2 separate regions of the Gossypium raimondii genome follow, and region 1 is linked to region 2. The links are chromatin contacts, called in public Hi-C maps. All regions are on one chromosome and are shown on one strand. Each heading gives the region's core, a stretch centred on a gene start, on an enhancer-like site or on the middle of the called end of the contact. The rest is flanking DNA. Distances are from core to core; before and after follow the strand shown. Region 1 holds the start of LOC105776195 (pre-mRNA-processing-splicing factor 8A). Region 2 holds the start of LOC105778434 (hypothetical protein).

Region 1 (5,919 bases), core at 3,041-5,540, 210 kb before region 2:
AACTCAATTTTCAAAATTTTATTTTTCTGCAGTGTAAGAAAATTGTTTTCGTATCAAATTTTTTTCTTAAGAAATTGTTTTTGAACCAAATTTTTTCCAACAAGGAAGGCTTTGTAAACTCCAAGGCTCTTATTATTTGATTTGAGAAGAGCACCGGTGAAGTGAAGCCTGGAATTTGGAGCTTCCTTGGTAAGGTTGGCCTAAGAGACAAAAAGTTCATTTTCTTCCTTCTTCAAAACCGATTAGTTAAAGGAGAGTAAAAAATGTTAAAGAGGTTGAGGTACAAGAAACAAGTTATAGGAAAATAGTGAAGACCCTTCTGTTGGTAAAGAAAGTATCCAAAGAGAAGGTAAGAAAGGAGGAATACCTTGGGCTTGCTAGAAAGTGAGAACTAATGCGACACCAACTTAGTTGTTTAAGAAATTATGAAAGTTTGAGGTTGGTGGAACTATCAATTAAGGATGGGGAATTCGACAAAGAAGGGGGGTAAAAAGGTAAATACCTCTTTAATGGATAGACTAAACTAAACTAAACTAGGCAGCTTCATTCAAGGTAATGAATAGAAAATTGAATGAAGCTATGATCTATTAGCTTGATCATTTGGTGGGTTGGTAGTCTATAAGGAAAATGGAAGAAGAAGATCCATGTTCCAAAATATAGGGACGATACCTACTCGTACTGCTTTGCGTTAATAGGCTCTATATATGTTCAGGGGACGGGGTCAGTTCCACCTTTGTAGCAGTATCTGCACTTTTGGATCTCAATTGTTCCTTGGGACCATTTATTGTTTTGCTATTTTATTTGCATAGGTTATAATAGAAATTTCATCATATCTTTAAGCATGTCCTAGCATTGTCAGTGCAGTTGTAAGTTATGGGTGGCTGAGCCTGTAATTGGTAAGACTTTAAGGGCTCCTTTGGATGCCAACGCACAACAGTGCGTTGAATTTTTTCCTCCTTATTATAATCTCATTGCACTGGACTGGACTGTGGACAGCCTTTGGATGTGTTGGCTTCCAGCACCGTGAGGAGTTTCTACTGCATTGGACAGCTTTAAGCTGACTGGTGGTAAAAGCTCCAGAGGGACAATGAGACATTTTAGAAGACAATAATACCTAAATATTATACCAAACCCCATTCATTCTCTTATCTCAAATTCAGCAAGATTCTTAGAAGAAGAAGAAGAGCTAGCTAACCTTTCTAACAGGAACATGATTACGAGGATGTTTGGTTTTCAAATCAACAGTAAGATAAGGTTTGGGTTTTGCTGATGAAGAGCTGAAACGAATCAAACCAGCTTCACGAGCAGATTCAAAGTACTGAGTTATGGGCAATTCATTTGCATGATCCCAGTCTCCAAATGCTGGAATCTGCCCACTTCTCTTGCAATTATAATCCTAGTTAAACAGGCAAAACAAGAAAAATCCCACCTTAGATTTAGCTTTAAAGAAGAGATTCAAACAAGAAGAGAAACACAACTTACATCCATGGTGGTCGGTTGTTATTTTGAATCTAAAATAAAAATAAGAGCAAATTGAAAAGGTGTTAGGTGACTTTAAAGGGTTGTGTTTAAAGAAAGTGAGATGAAAAAGCTGAAAAGAAGATATGGGGATTCTCAAGGAAGTTAAAAGAAGATACAGATTCTAGTTTCAGAAATTACACTGAAGAAGAGAATGAATTTAATCTAGCAGTGATGTTATTACTTGGTCTATATTTTTTCCCCAATTTTGGCTTTAAATTATTAGGCATTAGTTTCACAAACTGGAAAAAATAAGAAGGCTTGAACGGGTATTCAGAGAAGAAAAGAACATGAAGAAGAATGAGTTGGAATGGATGAGTTTAATCATATTTTATTTTGGAAAAATTAAATAAAAATAAAAATCATAAAAATATTAATATAATATTAAACTATAATAAAGAGATAATATCTCTATTTCATATAATTCTTACTCTAATATTTCATTACTCTAATAAAAAACTCCTGAGAGAAAAATATAGTAGGAATAATAATACTAAAAAAGCAAATAATATAATCCAAAATTTCCATTTATCGTAATTTGTGTCATATTAGGGATGAAGTTAAATGATACTTTTATTTATTAATTAATTGAATTGCGATAGTTAAATGGCTTATGGATTAAATCGTAGAGGAAAGTAAAGTGGTATGTTAAATGTAAGGAGGAAGAATTTAATTGATTGGAAATTGATAGGGATTAGTTGAGGAATTGGCCAAAGCCCTTGGGAGTAAATTGACCATGTTTTGTGGAGAAAGTAAATCATCTCCTTGGACCCTTGGGTGAGAGCAAAAGAAAAAGAGTTACTATAAAAAAATTAAAAAAAAATATCATTTTATCTAATAAATAATTTAAATTAATTATATAATTCATTAAAATATTGGAAGATACATTTTAATATTTTATTAAATGAATTTATAAATTCACATATTTTAATAATTTTAAAAAAGTAAAATAATTTAAATAACTTCTATTATATATCAATTCTAATCTGATGTCCTTAATAGTCATTTTTTATTCTCACCTCACCGTTACAGCTGCATTTGAATCCAAACACACACTCCACCATTGTTTCTAATCTCACCGCTACAGTATCCAATCTCACCGCCACCGCTGTTTTTAACCTCATCGGAGGTAAACACACTGCCCATCCAAACTAGCCCTAAGTCTGGATCTTTACTTAATGGTCTTGAAATACTAGTATAATTGATTTATGCCTTATGTGTTAGGATTTATGCCATTATTGCAGTGATTTCATCATAGTTTACTTGTAATCTTTTAATTGGTTCCACATGATTATTTAATATTTTTTTGTTGATTGTTCTTTGTGGTTTTTACATGTGAAGCAAATATTAGTTCATCGATTATTTAAGGTTTAACTAAATCAAGTTGTATTACATGGTCGATTTGTTAGTTTTGATGTCCTAAGCTTTTGATATAATAACATATAAGACAAATTATATATATATTATATCCTAAATCATTTAGTGAAAATATGATTAAAATTTTATGAGACATTTTCAAAGACTTGCAAAATACTCAAAAAATGTTTTAATTTATATAAATATTTTTAGATTAATATCAAAGTGTTTTAAGGTGTTTAAAATGCTTTAAGGGATTTTGACATGCAAGTCTCGAGACATATAGTATATGATTATATGTCTTGAGACATGAAAACTTCAAAGCAAAAAACTGATTCAAGAGTTGCCAAGTCTCAAGACAATTGGCAGATTGTCTCGAGACATGGCCTGTCAACAGTTATATAATGACTATTTATCAGCCATGTCTCGAGAGATCTTGCCAAGTCTCAAGACATACATTGTAGGGACATTTTTTAAGCTCGCAATTAATGTTTCCAATTACCAGAATTCATCCCCAATGACCATAAACATCTACAAGCTTGTTCCTTGATAAAAATACACGTCAAGAACACTTCAAAACTCAAGAGAGATATCCAAGCATCGAGATCAAGAGAGAAATATTCAAATCTTTATTATTTTTATTTCTTTTGTAAATATTCTTTGGGAGCTTATTGTTAGATTATTTGTCACTCTCATTTCATTTCTTTGAGAGCTTAATTTTTTTTTAAATACATGCCTTATAGAGGTTTCTTTGTTTACTTTCTTTCATATCACCAATTGTAAATTGGGAGGGTTTTAGTTGAGTTATAAAAACTAAAAAGGGTTCTAATTTAGCCATAAAAGTTAGGTTGAAAGATTCTATCTAAGCCTTAAGGAAAATATAGTGTTGTAAATGTTATACCTTCTCCTTGAAAGGTATTAATTCTTATAGAAAATTAGGAAATCCTTGGTGGAGTTAAGCAATTGGGCCGAACCACTATAAAACTAATGAGAAAACAATTTATATTAGTAGGCAATCTAAATTGTTCATAATCTATAGAGTTAGATTAAACAAATGACTCATGTTATAACTATTCGTCTATATAAAACTGATGAAAGAAATAATTTGTCTTAGTATCAAATCTGGATTGAATCTAAGCATAGAGACATGAACAATGATATCGAATTTATCTTAAAATCCATTCATGGATTAATTTACTTGTAAGTCTATTTTGGTATGGATTGGGTTTTTGACTCCATGTCAAACAAATATGCACCGGATTGGGCCATTTCGGACAGCAGAGAAATTTGGAGCAACAAACATGGGCCTACCATAGCCAGATATGGCCCACAATACATCACGTGACACTCACACCGCCATTCGTTTATATCCCTAAAATTATAAAACCAACCGATTCCTATTTTCTTTCATCTTTACTCGAAAATTCTCACACTCTGTCTTTGCTTAGAGGGCAGAGAGGCAGGAAATAAGAAAACAGGAAGTGAGAAAAAAAACTCAAATCCCCTCTAAAACCCTAATTTCCAATTTCATTTCATTTCTTTCTTTAGGCTGAGGTAGAAGCTTCTCGGCCAAAGTTGCCATGTGGAGCAACAACAACAACGGCGCTCAGATTGCGCCACCGGGAACTGGTGGATCCACCATCCCGCCGCCTCCAGCTGCTCAACCTTCGTACACCGTGCTGGCTCCGCAGAGTACGCCACAGGATGCCGAGGCCAAGCTGGAGGAGAAGGCTCGGAAATGGATGCAGCTTAACTCTAAGCGATATGGAGATAAAAGGAAGTTTGGTTTTGTCGAGACGCAGAAGGAGGACATGCCTCCTGAGCACGTCAGGAAGATTATCAGGTGAGAGCTTTATTATTTCGTTTTTTACATAATTTTTTCTAGATTAAAGATTGTTAAGCTGAGGTTTTATCTATTTGAAGAATTGCTAAGCTGGTTAGGTCGGTTAAGATAGTTTCCTCTCATTGTTTTTTTTTTTTTAATTTCATCTTATTTCCCCCTATTTTGAAGGATATAGAGTGTTCTTCGGTCTTATCTATTATTTATATTTCTTGTTGGACATGGAAAGCTTCGCTTAGGTTCGTGTTTCTGCTATGATTTGAGAGATTTTTGGTTTCATGTCTTATGTTTTGTTAAGACTAGAGAAAACCTTATATTATGAAGCTTGCATAGGGCATTTTAAGAGAAGGAGAGGAAGACATGATTACTTGTGGAAATTATCAAAAAGATGACTGCTTATTGAGTTTGCATAGGAATGGCTTGAGTAGGTTGCTATTGTACAATATGATCTGGTATTCCGTAGGGGTTGTTCTCTTGTTCTTGTGGTTGGATCAGTTCATAAGTTGCCCCTTAGAAGTTCGAAGTTCTTACTTCATGGTTACTTCTTCACTATATAATGGAATGTAAAGGGAAAGTTAAATTGTAAAATGTATCTGTAAAAATGGCTTGTGTTCTATATTTATTTTCTCCTTTGATACCTGATTCTTCCAAGATGTGCAGGCTTTTGAGCTAAGAAGTTTCTTTATTTTTGATCAGTTTTATCTTCACCAGTTAATCTTTAATATTTAAACATTTTTTTCTTTTGAATTTTATTGAAGGCATGGTACTCTCTTGGTTGAGTTAATATACCCTTGCCCTTTTTATGATGATTTATAGTTTAATGTTCTGATAGTATTATTATTTTCTCTTTCTTGTTGCCTTAGTCTTTTAGGATGGGTCCTGACTTGTCTGCTGTTGGATCTAGTACTCTGAACTTCCATTGACATGATATGCATGATGCAATAATGGTTAACTTTTTTTTCTCTCTGGCAGAGATCATGGAGACATGTCTTCGAAAAAATATCGGCATGATAAACGTGTTTATCTAGGGGCCCTTAAATTCATTCCACATGCAGTTTATAAGCTCCTTGAGAATATGCCAATGCCTTGGGAGCAGGTTCGTGATGTGAAGGTCTTATACCATATTACAGGAGCCATAACATTTGTGAATGAAATACCATGGGTTGTTGAACCAATTTATTTAGCACAGGTATGCTTATTTCCTT
Region 2 (6,560 bases), core at 2,730-5,229:
TAATATTGAAATAATATTCATATTTATATTATTAAAATAGTCATATTTTATTATATCAAGTGTTTATTATTATGTATAAATTGTAATATATATTTATTACTAAAATATTAATATAATTTTTCAATAATATATTAAAATACTAGTTAAAATTTAAAATTATTATTAATGATAAATTTTATTTTTGAAATAAAATTGTATTATTAAATAATTTTATTAAAACAATAAATCATATTAATTATAATAATTGAATATATGATTAAATATAAATATGTATGTTTAATAATATTAAAATTTAAAATATATATGTTTAGTATTTGAATATTTTTAATATTTTTAAAATTAAAACTAAAACTTATTATTAATATAATAAAATTTAACTTTATTCAAGTTAATTTTCATATAAAAATAAAGTTATTTATAAGAACCTCCATTTAAAAAATAACGAAGTTAATTTCACCAAAAAAAACTTATTTTTATTACCAGTAAACTATTTTCTATTAATCAATTTTAAAAAAAATATGAAAATATAAAAGAATATTTTCCATAAATTATTTTCCATAAAATAAATACTCTTACTGTTTCAAAATAATAGTCATCCTTTGTTGTAAATCGTTGAACTCAAATGGTACATTAAGAAAGGTCTTTAAAATGAACTTGTATCATGGTCATGGGCTTAATGGGCAATGCCTTATCCAATATCTGGAGTTTTAGGAAAAAAATTAGAAATTATTTTAAGAAATCAAAAGGTTAAAATATGGAATCAAAATATTTTTAAAATATAAAAATTAAGAAATTAAAATTACTATTACCTTTTTAAAACATTTAAAATAATTGTTAAAAATTGTCGAAAATTTAAATTATTTTAATCACATTTTTTTAAAAAAATATGGTATCTTTATTCTTAAAAGGTTATTTTTATTCTTATAATTTTTTTTATTACCTCCTAAAAACTCTTTCAGTAATGTATCAAATAATGATCTTATATATAATTTCGTTCCCATGCATGGATAAAAGACTGTCAGGCCAGCCATTGATTTTAACCAAGCATTTTGGTTTAAGATACTTTGTAAGTTGAAAGGCAAATAGAAGCCACAAATCTCAACCATGAAAAACCAGCTATTTTTTCCCTGATAATACTCCCAAATCATGTTGTGGACATCATACTGCCACTTCACCATGTTTTCACTTCCATAACTTCTAATATCTCTGCCTATTTCTGATTACTGAAGAAAATTTAAACCTGCTTCCATATAGTGCCAACTAAGTTGAATCCATCTTTTACATAGACTAAAATGGAAGCTAATTCTCCAAATTCACAGTCACACTAAGCCAAGCTTTACCTTCTTTGATGAAGCTACTACAGAATTTGGGCCTTATTGATGCTCAAAATCATCAACTAATTAGCAGCGATACTGTAATATCATACAAGAGAACAATATTTTTAAAGAAAAACCCAGTTAGAAACATGCAGCATTTTTTTACATTACATACCAGTCTAATATGGCCATTTAATCAAATATTGGATACCTGTGACATTTAAACTTACACTATCATGGCCTGAGAACCACCAAGGGTGAATATATATGACCTCTCCCAAATTCACACCAATATACATACCACAAAGATTCAAATGTCACAGTTCATGACCTTGGTTGTTAGTGATTTATCAGGTTAACATAGACAAAGTGCAGGAATTGAAAAAGAATAATATAATCTGTTAGAGGCTTTAATATACAAAATCACTGCAAAAACATAGGTTATCAATCTTTGTATCATAAAGAGAACCCACACCCTTGTTAAGAAATGCCCGTATGTCATAATTCATGACCTTGTTCGCTAATCAATAATCCAACAAATAGAAGAAATAAAACCTCAATCATAATCTAATTGGCTAGCATCTAAACCATGCACAGAAGGGAACAAGTAGTGATAAACATGCAATTCATGCATTCAAAACGTAGCCGACTGGCAGTATCAAATTACTCTAATGATATCTAATTAGGTACTAGACAAAAAAGAGTTAACTATGAATGTAGGCAACAAAAAAAGCAAGTTAAAGGTGTGTTGTGACACCATAGAGTGATTGCAAGAAAGTGTTATTACTACAGTAGTAATTACACCCTCTTGTAATTACAAAGAATTATAACTCTCTATATGTGTTTGGCTAGTAGAGTGTAACTACATCTTAAAGAAATAAAAAAGCTAAAGTATGAAAGTCATCAAGACTAATTACTTGCATAGTTCCTCCAATTCTCAGCACCTCCTAAGAAATGAAGCAAGTAATTGGGGTGCTACAATTATACTCAATTCGATGGGACTCACTAATTACAATAATTACCTACACATGCCAAACATATGTAATTAGGAACGATTACATTGTGTGGCATCTCACTTTTATCTACCTCTCAGAAGGTAAATGGAAAACCTTGATATTTGATTCCATAAGATGTTACAAGAATATGTTTCCCTAATATAACAAAAGCTAATTGGAAATGAAAGAAAACAAAGTACAAGTTCTTTACCTATATTTTAATTTTCTTCGCGTATTTCTAGTACTAATCTATCTGAGTCTGATATTTATATACAGAACCAAATTTCTTACTAGGTTATCTTCTAAATCGAGATCCTTTGTTAGGTTTACCAGTATTCCTCCCATCCCATGAAGAAGACCAGAAAAACAGAGACATCCAGAAAAGAATAGCAAAGAAGATCCGTGCACGATCCTGAAATCTAGACAACTTTCCCTCTAACCCTGTTCCACAGACAAAAGGATCATAAGAATACCAGAACTGGTTGCCTTCAAAGCAGTTTCAATGGAATCTTGACTTCAAATACAACAAGCAAACAAGAAAGAGTCAAATTTAGCTAATTATATGCAATGAAAAAAATATGGGTCTTTTAATACCGCCCTTTGGTAGCATTACATTGTCACGACAGATATTTCTGATCTCTATTACCAAAAATCACCATCTCCATAGCAACTTTCAAATTGGTACACACATTCGTGATCCCATTAACATATAATCTATTATAAAAATCATCGAATAAAAGAAACAAATCACAAGCTTCAAATTTTACTTATGAGAACACAAAACTATATAAAAATTCCCAAAAGAAAAGTTTTACATTCAATAAATCATATTTCGTTCCTACTAAGGAAACAAAGAAGACTGCCCTATCGAATTGTGAATTGGTTCTAGTTTTCATTCCTCGTACCAGACCAATCCGCATTCCAAGTAACATTGGTTCTAAACAGTTGCTTTTACTCTAATGATGCATTAACGGATGATGTCTAAAATTAAGTACCAGTTCTTGTTAAAAAATACACTACTAATCTACTATGTTCACTTGGGTGTTAATTATGGAAAACAGTAACAAACAAAACACTCATCCACTTTTGAAGAGCCAGAAATGTTACTGGTAATCTAAAATTTTATTTTCCTTTTTTGATTCTTAATCCAGAAAAAAGAAAATAAAGAGAGAAAGCAACTATTAATTGCTACACTAAGCTTCTGAACTTACAACTAACATATTTGCAATTTCAAGACTGAATTTTAAAGGAAGAAGAAAAGAAAACAACTTGACAACTAGAAAGAAAAGACAAAATATGAGCGGAAAATATCCAAAGTCTAAATTTTCCATAATTATTCACACACACAAGAAAAAATCAAAGAAATTAATCCAAATCCAACTCCAATCGCATGAACACACAATCAGCAAAAGTTAAAAAAAGAAAAAAGAAAAGAGAAAAAAAGGTGGAAACCTGGGGGGTCAGAGTCAGGCGGAGAAGGTGGAGGGGAGCCGGCAGAGAGACAAAGTGGAGGGCGGGTAGGGGAAAAGGAACGGAGGCGGACGGGGAGGGAGGGAGAGAGGGGATGAAACCTGGGGGGAAAGATCAAAGATTTGGAAAAGGAATAAGAGTGGTGGGGTGAAGGTGCGAAAGGGGTGAGCATTTCCATTTTTCTGGTATCCATGCAACCAACTCACTTAAACTCCCCAAATTATCGTTTATATAGTAGTGGGCTAATTTCATTTTTCTCATCTGAAATTGGGCCTACCAATTTGGTACTCTCGTTTTTGTGTGGAGTTTTAATTTTTATAGTATTTTTTAAAAATTAAAGGAGGGGTTGATTTGAAAATTCAATTAAATGGCTCACAAGATTTTAGATCGTGAGTGAAAATTTACATAAATTATTTTTAACAATCGAATATAAGTGTAGAAAAATATGAATTCAAATGTACTAAATATATTTATCCATTTATTTAAAGATTGGAAAAGCATTATGCTTAGTTTTATAGACTTATTGAACTCTTCTTTGTAAAAGATCTAATTGGGCAATATTTTATTTAAATTATAATGTATTTATTCCATCTAATCATTCATATCTTAATTCATATATATATCAGGTAATATTGGATTAACATAAGAAATTTATAACCTTTTGACAATTTGAAAATGGATTCTTAGTATAATAATTACAAATTCAATTTTATTTTGAAAAGTGATCGATTTATTAATTTTAATTAAAATTTGATATCACCGATAATTTATTTGAATTTAAGTTATTCAAATCTTAAATTCAAAATCTTGGCTTAACGAAAACTTTCAACTTTTAAAAATTTATTAATTTGAGTTAAATTAGTCTCATCCATTTAAAGCTTCAACAATTTATTTAAATTTATTTGTATTCAAGTAATTCAATCTTCATTTCACCATTAGGGCCTTAATTTAATTATAGTTGTTTATAGAAGGACACAGAATCAGCAACTCAAACAATGTTGACCTTCACATTGACTCAACTTGAAAAGAGGTTTAGTTGGACCATTTGCCAGGATCAAAGGAGTACCAACCCTTCATTCCCTTCAAAATGGCCAGGCACCTGCTTTAAGGATGAACATTCTTTTAAGTGTAAACATGCCCTCAAGACAATGAGGGACCTACTTGAGCATAACAACCTTCTATTAATTGAATAACATATTTAGTACATGCTTTTTAGAACATGCTTTATACAAAGAAGAATACCATATTTAGTACTGCTCAAACTATGAATAACATGCTTTATACAAAGAAGAATAGCAGCAACTACTGCTAACAAATTCTAAGCAGACTAACTTCTAATCAAACTAACTACTCCAACTGACTCTTAGTTACTCTAATATTCACCCATCACTCACGTCTTGTAACACCAAGTTTACTCTGCAATTGAAAAAAAATGTGGAGGATACGACTTGGTAAGTATGTCAGCAACTTGATCAAAGCGCTGGAACTTCACTTACAACAAGTCTCCTGTAAGCAGCTTTCTCATGAGCAGAGAAAAAATCAAGCTCAACGTGTTTGAATTTCAAATAAAGAACTGAATGGCTAAAACAGCAACGACATTTGAATTGTCACACCAAATAGCAGATTTGTCATTTGAAACCATGCGAAGCTCACTCAACAATGACTCAACCATGTAACATCAGCAGTAGCAGCTATACTCCTATATTCGGCCTTTGTTATCATCAAGACACAACTTGCTGCTTTTTAGAACACTAAGAGATGAGATTACTACCAAAAAACACACAATACCCAGTTGTGGATCGACAATCATCAAAATCAAGACCCCAATTCGCATCAGCATATACAACCAAAGATAACTTGTCAAAAGGTTGTATTTGTATACCATAATCAATAGTGTTATAAAGATAATGCAAAATTTGTTTAGCCGCAACATAATGAACATCAGTTAGGGCATGCATGAACTGACAAATGTGGTTGACAGCATAAGCAATGTCAGGATAAGTGAGAACCACATATTGTAATTCCCTAGCAATGCTTCGATACTCATGCAGATTTTCAAGTGATCCTCCCATATGTTTAGACAACTAACAAGAACTAACCATAGGCATAGAACCTCCTTTTGCATTCTCCATACGGCATCTCTCTAGCAAATTAAGTACATACTTCCACTGACTTAGATGTAGCCCACCACTATCGAGATGAGCAACTTCAGTGCCTAAGAAACAATAAAGAAATCTTATATCTTTGTGTGAAAACTCAATATGCAACATTCTAACAAACTCATCAATTTTTGTATCTAAGTTACCAGTAATAATTATATCATCCACATAAACCAATACATACATACGACATGTGTCGGTAACCCAAACAAACAAAGAAGCATCAGATTTAGAAAACGCAAACCCAATGGAAATAAGAAATGTCTTCAACTTGTCAAACCACGCTTTTAGAGCCTATCATAACCCATACAAAACTTTATTCAAACAACAAACAAGTTGCTGACCATTAGCATCCTTTTGAACATAATCGAGAGGTTGTTGCATGTATACCTCTTCAGTTAAATCACCATTAAGAAAAGCGTTGTTCACATCCACTTAACGCAACTACTAGCGGTTTGTAACAACAACAGAAAGAATAGTATGAATCGTAGTCAGTTTAACCATTGGACTAAATGTTTCCCAAAAATCACAGCCAGAAACTTGATAACACCTTTTTCCAACTAATCTCCCCTTTCGTCGAGCCACGGTACCATCAGGATTGCATTTCACCTTAAATATCC

The links. A called contact is a pair of places that touch in the nucleus more often than the background predicts.
Region 1: a contact with region 2 is called in a Hi-C map of leaf, with 4 times the contacts expected there. The contact joins the promoter of LOC105776195 here to the promoter of LOC105778434 in region 2. A contact is called at or near these places in 2 of 2 Hi-C or Micro-C datasets (both in leaf).

The regions. Positions count from the first base shown.
Region 1 is chr10:8,530,890-8,536,808 of ASM2569854v1, reverse strand. It overlaps LOC105776195 (pre-mRNA-processing-splicing factor 8A), which reads left to right and starts at 4,290. Exons shown (of 23, transcript XM_012598728.2): 1 at 4,290-4,717; 2 at 5,687-5,903. The coding sequence starts at 4,455.
Region 2 is chr10:8,319,261-8,325,820 of ASM2569854v1, reverse strand. LOC105778434 (hypothetical protein) reads right to left here and starts at 3,979. Exons shown (of 2, transcript XM_012602148.2): 1 at 3,764-3,979; 2 at 2,414-2,752. The coding sequence starts at 3,974. The coding sequence ends at 2,607.